3 separate regions of the Sus scrofa genome follow, and regions 1 and 3 are each linked to region 2. The links are chromatin contacts, called in public Hi-C maps. All regions are on one chromosome and are shown on one strand. The core of a region is the stretch at or near the end of the contact, and the rest is flanking DNA. Distances in the headings are between cores, read along the strand shown. Region 1 has its middle 330 kb from the start of SHAS2. Region 2 holds the start of SHAS2 (hyaluronan synthase 2). Region 3 has its middle 460 kb from the start of SHAS2.

What was found. A called contact is a pair of places that touch in the nucleus more often than the background predicts.
Region 1: a contact with region 2 is called in a Hi-C map of retroperitoneal adipose tissue, with 2.1 times the contacts expected there. The contact joins the enhancer-like site here to the promoter of SHAS2 in region 2. A contact is called at or near these places in 12 of 47 Hi-C or Micro-C datasets (adipocytes, alveolar macrophages, embryonic fibroblasts and 7 more) and 2 of 2 datasets of contacts at active chromatin or transcription factors (alveolar macrophages and skeletal muscle).
Region 3: a contact with region 2 is called in a Hi-C map of embryonic fibroblasts, with 7 times the contacts expected there. The contact joins the enhancer-like site here to the promoter of SHAS2 in region 2. A contact is called at or near these places in 8 of 47 Hi-C or Micro-C datasets (embryonic fibroblasts, heart right ventricle, retroperitoneal adipose tissue and 2 more).

The regions. Positions count from the first base shown.
Region 1 is chr4:17,913,658-17,916,762 of Sscrofa11.1, forward strand. No RefSeq gene overlaps it. Among named protein-coding and RNA genes, the nearest start is that of SHAS2, 330 kb to the left of the region's middle. Within about 2 kb of position 1,619, at least 15 of the 83 cell types and tissues checked have an H3K27ac peak or open chromatin away from gene starts, as enhancers often do. A contact at or near this core is called in fetal skeletal muscle and retroperitoneal adipose tissue, where this site is marked.
Region 2 is chr4:17,581,643-17,584,490 of Sscrofa11.1, forward strand. SHAS2 (hyaluronan synthase 2) reads left to right here and starts at 1,512. Exons shown (of 4, transcript NM_214053.1): 1 at 1,512-2,081. It overlaps LOC106509979 (a long non-coding RNA gene), which reads right to left. Exons shown (of 2, transcript XR_001308039.2): 1 at 2,588-2,848; 2 at 1,718-2,438.
Region 3 is chr4:17,123,257-17,126,123 of Sscrofa11.1, forward strand. No RefSeq gene overlaps it. Among named protein-coding and RNA genes, the nearest start is that of SHAS2, 460 kb to the right of the region's middle. Within about 2 kb of position 1,570, at least 1 of the 83 cell types and tissues checked has an H3K27ac peak or open chromatin away from gene starts, as enhancers often do.

The sequences.
Region 1 (3,105 bases), core at 369-2,868, 330 kb after region 2:
GTCCATATTCTCTACCACAATACTTTACTGCTTTCCATCATCCAGAGGCCAAGAACTCATAAAATACATGGTTTCAAAATGGAAACTCTGGTCAACATTCTTTTTTGGCCTCAATTACAACAACAAAAAACAAAATCAAACAAAACCTCCTACCTTAAATGAAAGACTCTTTAATGTTTAACCCCGGCCATTTGTCCAGCCTTATCAATGGCCATTCCCCTACCTTGGTTTTTATGCTCCACCCACGTCAAATAAGCCATGTCTTCTTGTGCCTAAGTTTCCTTGAAGATGTATTTCCCTCTTCCCGGATGCCCTCACCTGCCTTATTTCCAGATCTCATCCTAACAGTTATTTCCCATGCCATCTCCACCCCAGAGCTCCCCTCACTGCCTTCAAAGGCAAATTTGGGAGTTCCTTCTTCCTTCTTCCAACAATACCGCATATACATTTGCCTGAATTTAGCACTTGCCAGGCTATACATTTACTTTCCACTTGTTTGTCTGCCTTTCTGACATACTCTGTCCTCCTGGAAGGAAAGGATTACCTTCGTCTTTATGCCTTGCATATAGTTGACAGCTGATAACTATTTATAGAATAAGCGACTGAATGAGCAATTAATTAATTACATCAGTAGGCATTCTTTCTGTCAGTAGTAATAGGAAATCCAACTCAAAGTAGTTTAAGTAATAAAAGAACTATTTCAGCTAATATAAAAAGTAGAGCAGAAGAATGCCCTTTGGTTTCATCCAGGAGCTTGTTGCTATTACCAGTTTCTTTCCAGCTCCCTTTTCTTCCTGTGAGCTTGTCCTAAGGCCGAGCTTCCCAGGTAGTCACAGGATGGCTGTCTCCAGTTTCTAGAGCCACACATATGCTTTCTTGTATCCAGAAAATAAAAAATAGTATCTTTCCTCAACCCATGGAACACCTGCCAGCTTCACCCTGTTGAAAATGATCTAGGTTTCCCAGGACAAAGAAAGTTGTCCTGATTAATTTAAGCCTGGTTAAGTGTCCATTCCTAATCTGATCATTGCAGCATAATAGAGGGGGATTAGATTAGGCACTTAAGACCCACCCCCAGAACTAGAGGTGAGTCCTACCTCAGGTCTATGGTTACTACCTAACAAAGACAGTGTGGAGTGGATGCTGGGGGGCAAAGTGTGTGACCTATGAATGGATTTTCCCACTCTGAACAATCACACATGCTCATTTTCATTAGATAAGTTCTTCTGCAAGCATTTCAACATTGTCTATAAGACAAGCATCTTCTGATGCCAAGACCTCATTTTCTACTGCTATACTACTAGCTCCTCGGCAGTTCAGTAGGTTAACAGCCAGTCTCCCTTATCTCTGCTTCACTGACAAGTAACCTTCAAACCTGCAGCCTTGGTGAATGACCCAAGGATTCCTCCCCAAATCAGAAGAGATCCAAATTTCCCAGGGGGTGTCTGGGACAGAAGAGAAGTTGTTATTAACTGAGTGAGTCACATGCTGAATCACAAAACAAGAACCATTTGGGGAAAGGTCTATAACTGCAAAGTGTGTTTCCAGTTAAGGAGACACCCTCAGGCCTTTTGGGGAAGAAGCCAACGCTGGCCAACATCATCAGAGGAGCATCCCCAATGGCTGGATGATTGTGCCTCACAAGCCATCCGCTCATCTGAGTTTTATGTCTCTGAAGCTCTCAGGGATATGTCCTCCGGGAAATCTCAGATGGAGGCGGGAATTTCCCATGTGCTGGGAACCCAACTTGTCAATGAAAGTTTCAAGGAAAGGTCAACAGTTCTCTACAGGAATGGCATTTGGAACACCCCTCCCAGAAACCGGACAGCTGATTACTTCATTTCCTTTCTCCTTCCTAATAATTTACACATGATTTTTTACCACCCTAAAAATGGATATTTGATGTGCTGTGATTTAAGTATTCTAATGTTGAGAGTGATAAAAGACATTTTGTCTCAGTGACAGATAAAATTTGGGAGATGAAGCTAAAATTAAAGACTGCATGTGGACTGTTTTTTCTTTTATATGCAGGTTCGGTATTCTATGGTGCAGGGAGTGTTCAACATTTTTCTACTTTAAATACATCCACCAAGAATCCTCAAAGTGCTCCACCCATTTTATTTGTTGACACCTCTATCCTTCCATCTGTGTTTTCATTTGGTGAGCACAAATGTCTTGGTCTTTCACGTGCCACACACAGGCAGGTCCACACTTAGCGCTTCTGTGAATCATCTGACTTGGATGCTGACCTTGGGTCCAAAGCCCTGTTTCTCCTCCCAGTCATTCTGTGAGGGAGCTCTTCCTTCATTTAACATTAGGAGGGGGAACTGGAGAAAAGGAGGGATCTAATTGTGAGTAATCTGTGTTACTGTCATAGCAACCTTAGTTCCCCCTTGGATCAGGTCTAATTCTCAGGGGTAAAATTTCCCTTGAGTGTAAGCATTTCAAGTGCAAGTCATCTTTATTAATAATTATATCCAGAAGAGGGCCTAACACCTACTAGATACATAGTAAAGGATGAGTACAACTGAGGAAACCAAGGCAGAGATAAGAAGGTAACTTGCTATTGGTAATACAGCCACATTCTCTGCATAATTTACATCCTCGGCTAGTGGGCTTCAGAATGGCTTACAGCTATTTCTTATAAACTGGTCTGTCCTGATACACCCTCAGTTAAGGCACTGGGCATTGCTACTCCTGTCCTTAATTCTAACACAGACTCCATTTAAAAGAATATCTTTTAATCAATCAATTTATTTTAAATATAACCTAGTCACCTCAAACATCTACCTTTGAGCGCCAAAGAATAAATCTAATAAATCCAGTTCTTCTTTGCCCCAAATTAAACCGACTCTCTCCATGTTGAATCACTGTGAATGTCTTCTAGCCTGATACAGACAGACTTGGGAGTTACCCACATTTGAAGATTCAGCTGCACTTGGAAGGGGAGCAAGGAAAAAGAGGGAGGGGAAAAAAGAGGGTTTTTTTTTTTCTCCTCCTCTCCATGGAGCAGGGACCTTTACAATGCACCACAGTGTGTGAACAGAGCTACGTGCTGTGATACCATTTAGCAATAATGGATAGCTTGTGCTGCCCAGACTTAAC
Region 2 (2,848 bases), core at 262-2,761:
ATTTAAGCCATTTTCTCAAGAGTTGACCACCTAAGGCAGGGTTCAAACAAAGGCTGAAGGCTTCAAGGAGAAAATGAGTAAGTGGGTTTCCCCAGAGCGGTGTGAAGTCATCAGGCCAAGGTAATACTTCCCAGAGGTGTAACCGCTGTGGGGGGGGGGGCGATGGGGAGACAGAAATGCATGGTACTTTGCAGGTCGGCCCCTGGGGGCTGGGTTGGCTGACGCCTGATATTGCAGTAAAATTCTTGACCTCGAATCGCAGCCCCTAACACCGCTTTCTGTGCAACGTGTTGAAAAGCATCGCTCCCAGTTTACTGACGTTTCTGTTTTGACTTGTTTCTTATTGTACAAGATACATGATAAGGAGTAAGAACCCAGTTTTCAAGGCCTAGTCGAGTTCGAAGGAAGGCCACACCTCAGAGGAAGCTTGGAAGGGAAAGAAAAAGAGAAAAGAAAAGAAAAGAAAAGAAAAGAAAAGAAAAGAAAAGAAAAGAAAAGAAAAGAAAAGAAAAGAAAAGAAAGGAAATTTCTTTCATCCTAACTTTGGCAGAATCTCCAAAAGCCGAAATAGTTAATTTGTAAGCTCTTTCATTTTTTCCTAAACAGTGCCACCTACTGTCCATTTGAAGTCATCGGGAGGCTTGTTGGCAAGGACCAAAGAAAAAGGGGGAAAAGGAACAGAGAAAACTAACAAGGGAAGAAAGATGAGAACGGGCCATCATGAAGCAACAAGTATTTTGACTCGTTATCTTCTTAAAAGGCTCGCAAGAAGCCGAAGCCACTTAATCCATTCCCTTAGAAATTGCTTTTCTTGAGCGCGCTATTTTGGAGTTCTCTAGAGGATGATTTTTATTTTGTTATATTTTATAATGCTCGCTATTTGAATATTTTTATGTTAGAGGATCAGGTTAAGCAAAAAACTTCTGAGTAAAGGGGACTTTTGACATGTGCCATCAGCTCCAAAACTTTCGAGTTGGCGGGAAGAAAGGGTTAACAAGTGAGAGACCAGTTGCTGATTTTTTTTCAGTTTCAGCCGACTTTTCGGAGGCTCCAGGTGTACACACACACACACACACACACACACACAGCCTAAGGGCACCATTTGGTCTTAAAGCAAATTATTTAAATAGTACTGGCAGTTCATCGCGAAGAGGGAATCCTTGTAACTCGGACGAGTCAGGGATGTCTACAAAGCTTGGCCTCCCGGCTGCACCGCGGGAGGAAGGGGGTAATCAGGTGGTGGCCAGCATGCGTGCACTTCTCTGCACACGTTAGCAATCAAGTTAATTGAATTCATTGGAGTTCAGAAGCGGCCTCTAGCTCAGAGAGAGCTTTGAATGGCCAATTTCTCTCTCCCTCTCCCCCTCCCCGCCTCCCGCCCGCCCGGCCGCCCGCGCTCCCAGTTCCCTCCCCTCCGGGTTCCCCAGTCCGCACCTCCCTTCTCCACTCCCCTCACCCCCCACTCCCTCCTCCGCCCTATTAAAACACCCACCAGCTCACTTGTTAAGACCCCCTTAAGTTAGAGGAGGCAGAAAGGCAACAACCGCGAGGAAGGAGAAGTCAAGACGTCTGGAAAGAATTACCCAGTCCTGGCTTCCAGCAGCCCATTGAACCAGGGACTTGAACCAGCCCCAGCCAAAGACTTTCTCTCGATTCTACGCTTCCTGGGTTCTGCTGAGTTTTCACCAGGCCTTTTTTTTCCCCCTCTTTCTTCTGCTTTTTTTTTTTTTTTAATACAAAAAAGACTTTCCGATATTAGAAGAGGGGAACAAGAGCAAAAAATAAAGTTCATTTATTTTTAAAGCACAGACAAAATTTTCTTTTAAGAGTTAGAAGATTGAAGTGCAACGGAAATATTAAGAAAACATACCAGTGATTTTTTTTTTAATTGGGGGGAACCTAAAGATTTAAGATTCCCCTATTCATTTTAAATGTTGTTTTTAAATTTTTTATTTTTTTTGGCCGGTCGCCTCAAATTCATCTGATCTCCTATTACCTCAGTTTTGGAAACTGCCCGCCACCGACCCTCCGGGACCACACAGACAGGCTGAGGACAACTTTATGACCAAGAACTGAACAAGGTACGTTGCACTGGCGCGATTCGGTGAACGCTGAGGGTCCTCGAACAGGCCAGGGACAGGGAGGACATTATTCACATAAGTGTTAAAAACATTTAAGTCAGCTTTCGACAGAAAAGTTTGAGGTCTGAAAATTTCCATCACCCTGAAAACCAGACGACATTTCACATCGCTGTCAGCCTTAGCAACATAGCCGCTGTCTTCTCCCAGCCCTGCGCGCTCGCCAGAAATCCGTTGCCTTTCTGGGAACACAGGTAACTTCTTTGCCTGGGAAAGGCTGCCCGGCCCGGGATGTACTTTTCCATCCCACATCTTCCGGAGCTGCAGAGAGGCTCACGCGTTGGGAGACAAGAATTTCCACTGTGAAAAGAAAATGCATTCCACACAGCCGCCCCCTTACCCCTTCCAATCCCATCATTATTCTTCCCCCCCCCCCATACACAGAGTGGGGAGGAAAACCCTGGACAGCCTAGAGAGTTTTCCTTCTCTTTGGGAAGCCCCTTTCTTACTTGGAATGCAAAGGGTTAAGGCGATCCGGGGTCCCAACTCCGGCCCCAGGGAAGGAGGGTCCTTCGCCACCTCCTTGCAGCTACCGGCCTCGCTCCGCCACTCCTCTTCTTTCCCTGGCCTCCCCTTCTTTGCACTCCTTGCACCCCATTAAAGTGTCAGCTGGGTCTGTCCCGGCTCAGCCCAGCTCCGGAAGCCTTACTGTGGCCAGGGGTCCCTGCTCTTGGAGACCCGAGCGGGAGGGAGGGCGCGCATCCCTGCTC
Region 3 (2,867 bases), core at 320-2,819, 460 kb before region 2:
AAAAAGTGTCAGTGCTTGTGAAGAATAAATCTGGAATATAAAAGTTAGATCATTTAGGGAATTGTAGAACTAGTTTTAGACTTTGGACTTTAATTATTATGAAAAACTTTGAAGAAGTTGAGGTTCACATTTCCTTTATGGAACTACCAGATAGGACAAAACGAAATCAATTGGTCGGAGAGGTAACAATGGATGAGGGAGACCAGTTAGAGGACATTATTTAAGGTGAAGGATGTTGGAAGACCTGACTGTATTTTGCAATGGAGAGCAAAACTTCATGGTTATCCATTTACTACAGTGCTAAATTATAGAAAAACTTGAACCATATTTTATTTAAAAAAGAAAAGCAAAGTTTATTATGTTTTTAATATACATTATTCATCAAAAACTTAGCAGTTTGTATATTAAAAACCTTGAAAATCACAATTTTTCTTGAATTCATCTAAAGGTGAGTCACGGTGAAATCAACTAACCGAAATTGAAGGCAAGGCAGGCTTCACTAAGGAGAGATTGGACTTGCTCATCAGAATAGCTGCTAGATTTGGAATGATGTGCCAGAGAGTGGGAAGAATTGAGCTAAAGTTTTGACAGAATTCTTATGGCAGCTGGTGGACTAGTGTGAGAGTAAGGAAGTCCTGAGCTGCACAGACACAAGGCAGATCCCTGCCCACTCAAAGCCTGTTTCAGGGACCTCACTGAGGATCTCCCAAGAAGAACTGAGGCAAGGATGGAGAACTGAGCAAGCCTCCACTTGAGGCAGGACTGGTGGAGAGGCAGAGTGCTGCTGCAGGGAGAGAGGTCTTTGCAGCTTCTGAATCATCCTGAAGCAGATGGAAGAAGAGAAGCTAATTTTCTCACCCCCAGGACAAGGATGAAGGAAGGGAACAGAAAGTTTATGTGCAGAACAGGGGCAGGGATACATCCAGGGCCCAGGTTATCAATGGAAAGGGACACCGAGAAGACCTCACATGGGGACCCAGGATTCCAGTCATCCATCCATTGCTTCTCAACTCCAAATTCTCCTTTCTTGTTCCGTGTGATACAAGAGCATTTTTCCCCCTTGAAAGAACACTAGAGAAATAAGGGGGCTCTCTTCCTGGTTCTGGTATGCTTTGCTTCCTTTTGTTCCAGTGGTGGTGGACCCTGGATGGAGCCCATTCCTGTAAATGTCAGTGGCATTCTGCAGGTATCTTCACCAAGAGCCTCCTGCATAAAAGTGCCCCCACAGACGCCTCTTTTGATCCTTCTGTGGCAGCTCCAGGCAGCTGCCCAGAAGTTTCACAGCACCCTCCCCTCTGCTGGCGTCTTCCCAGTGACTTTCTGGTGAGTCCAGCTGGTACCCAGCCAAATCCCCTGTGAGTTCTTCAACTCACCTGACTGACAGCTTGACAGCTTCCTGGTGGATTTCCTGCCCACCCACCTCAGCTTGCTCCTATGCTTTTTGGGAAAAAAAAATCACTGCCAACCACTCCTGGCCTACAGTTCTCCAACTACCATCCTGAAATCACCAGTGTTCCAGGGGCAGATTTTTAGCTTGTCAGCCCAAGCTTGTAGTTTTTAACCCACCTGCTTTAGCCCACTGACTGTGTACCAGCTCTGACCAAGCACAGTTCAACAAATGTATGTGCTGGAACCCCACACACTCCAACAAAATCTGAATCTCAAGCTTGGGGAGGATTTTCCCCTTCAACGCTTATGTCTTCCTGGGGTATTATCTCTCAGCATTGGATGATTCTTTAGAGTTTTCTTCTATTCACTTTCAGCAATCAATTCCTTGAAAATAGTTCATAATTCTTTCATGTTATTGTGTGGTTTCCATCTCCTGACTGGGCCTTAAATGATAACAGAATTGGTCTCAGGAGATCAGTTCACAAAGGTGAGATTTGGGACTGATTTGGTCCTGCTTTGGGGATTGAGCTCAAAGAACAGACTGTACCATTTATTAATTTCTTACCTCTTGGCTCTAAATTCACCAAATTGCCCTGTTTGTGGTACTGGAACTTAAAAAAAAAAAAAAAAAAAGTTTTGACAGCAGAGGGCACTGGAGTGACACTCTAAGAGAATGAAGTTTTTCATCCTGGTTCAAAAGTGATTTCTTTCTTCCTGAAGCTGACCCTAGGGAAAGTGGACTCCTAGTAAATTTTGATAGCACTCTCACAGTTGGTTTTGCAGCCCAGTTGGTTTTCTGGGTGGGTCAGCAGTACCACTTATAGGCAGCTTCCTAACAAGATCTGTAGCCCCAGCAGGCTTCATCTGCTCTACACAGTGGAGGGCTCCACAGATGCCCACCCGATCTCCCTGAGGCAAGTCCAATGGCTCTCCCCAAGAGCAATATCTGGACAAGTTCCATGGGTTCTCCATCCAATTTCCTGGCAAGTTTAGCAGCAACCAATGTGGGTAGATTCCCACTGAATTCCATGAATGGTCCCGCAGGCTTCACCATGATGAGCAGTGTTCTCGCAAGGTCAGTTTCCTGATTCTGCAAGTTCCCTAGCCAGCTTCACAAAGTGCTTAATATACCCTCCTTTCTCCTCAGCTCACTGCTTCCCAGTGGCTTTCTGCTGAATACAGTTTGTGCTCTATCTACCTTTCCAGCAACTTCAAAGTCAACCCCCCCAACCAATTCACAGTGAATTTCTTCAGCGCCTTAGAAAGGAGTTTCCTGCCCACCAAATGTTGCCTTCTGGTACTTTAGTGGGGAATTTCCAAGATGCCATTCTCAGCCCATACTTCCTTGCCCACCAACCTCATCCCACAAGCGTTCCTGTGCAAGCTGTGGAAAATTTTTTTGCCAGGGAGTAATACAAAAGACGTCTCTACTCTTCAGTGGGCTGCAATCATACCCCCTTCGATAATGACTGGATTCC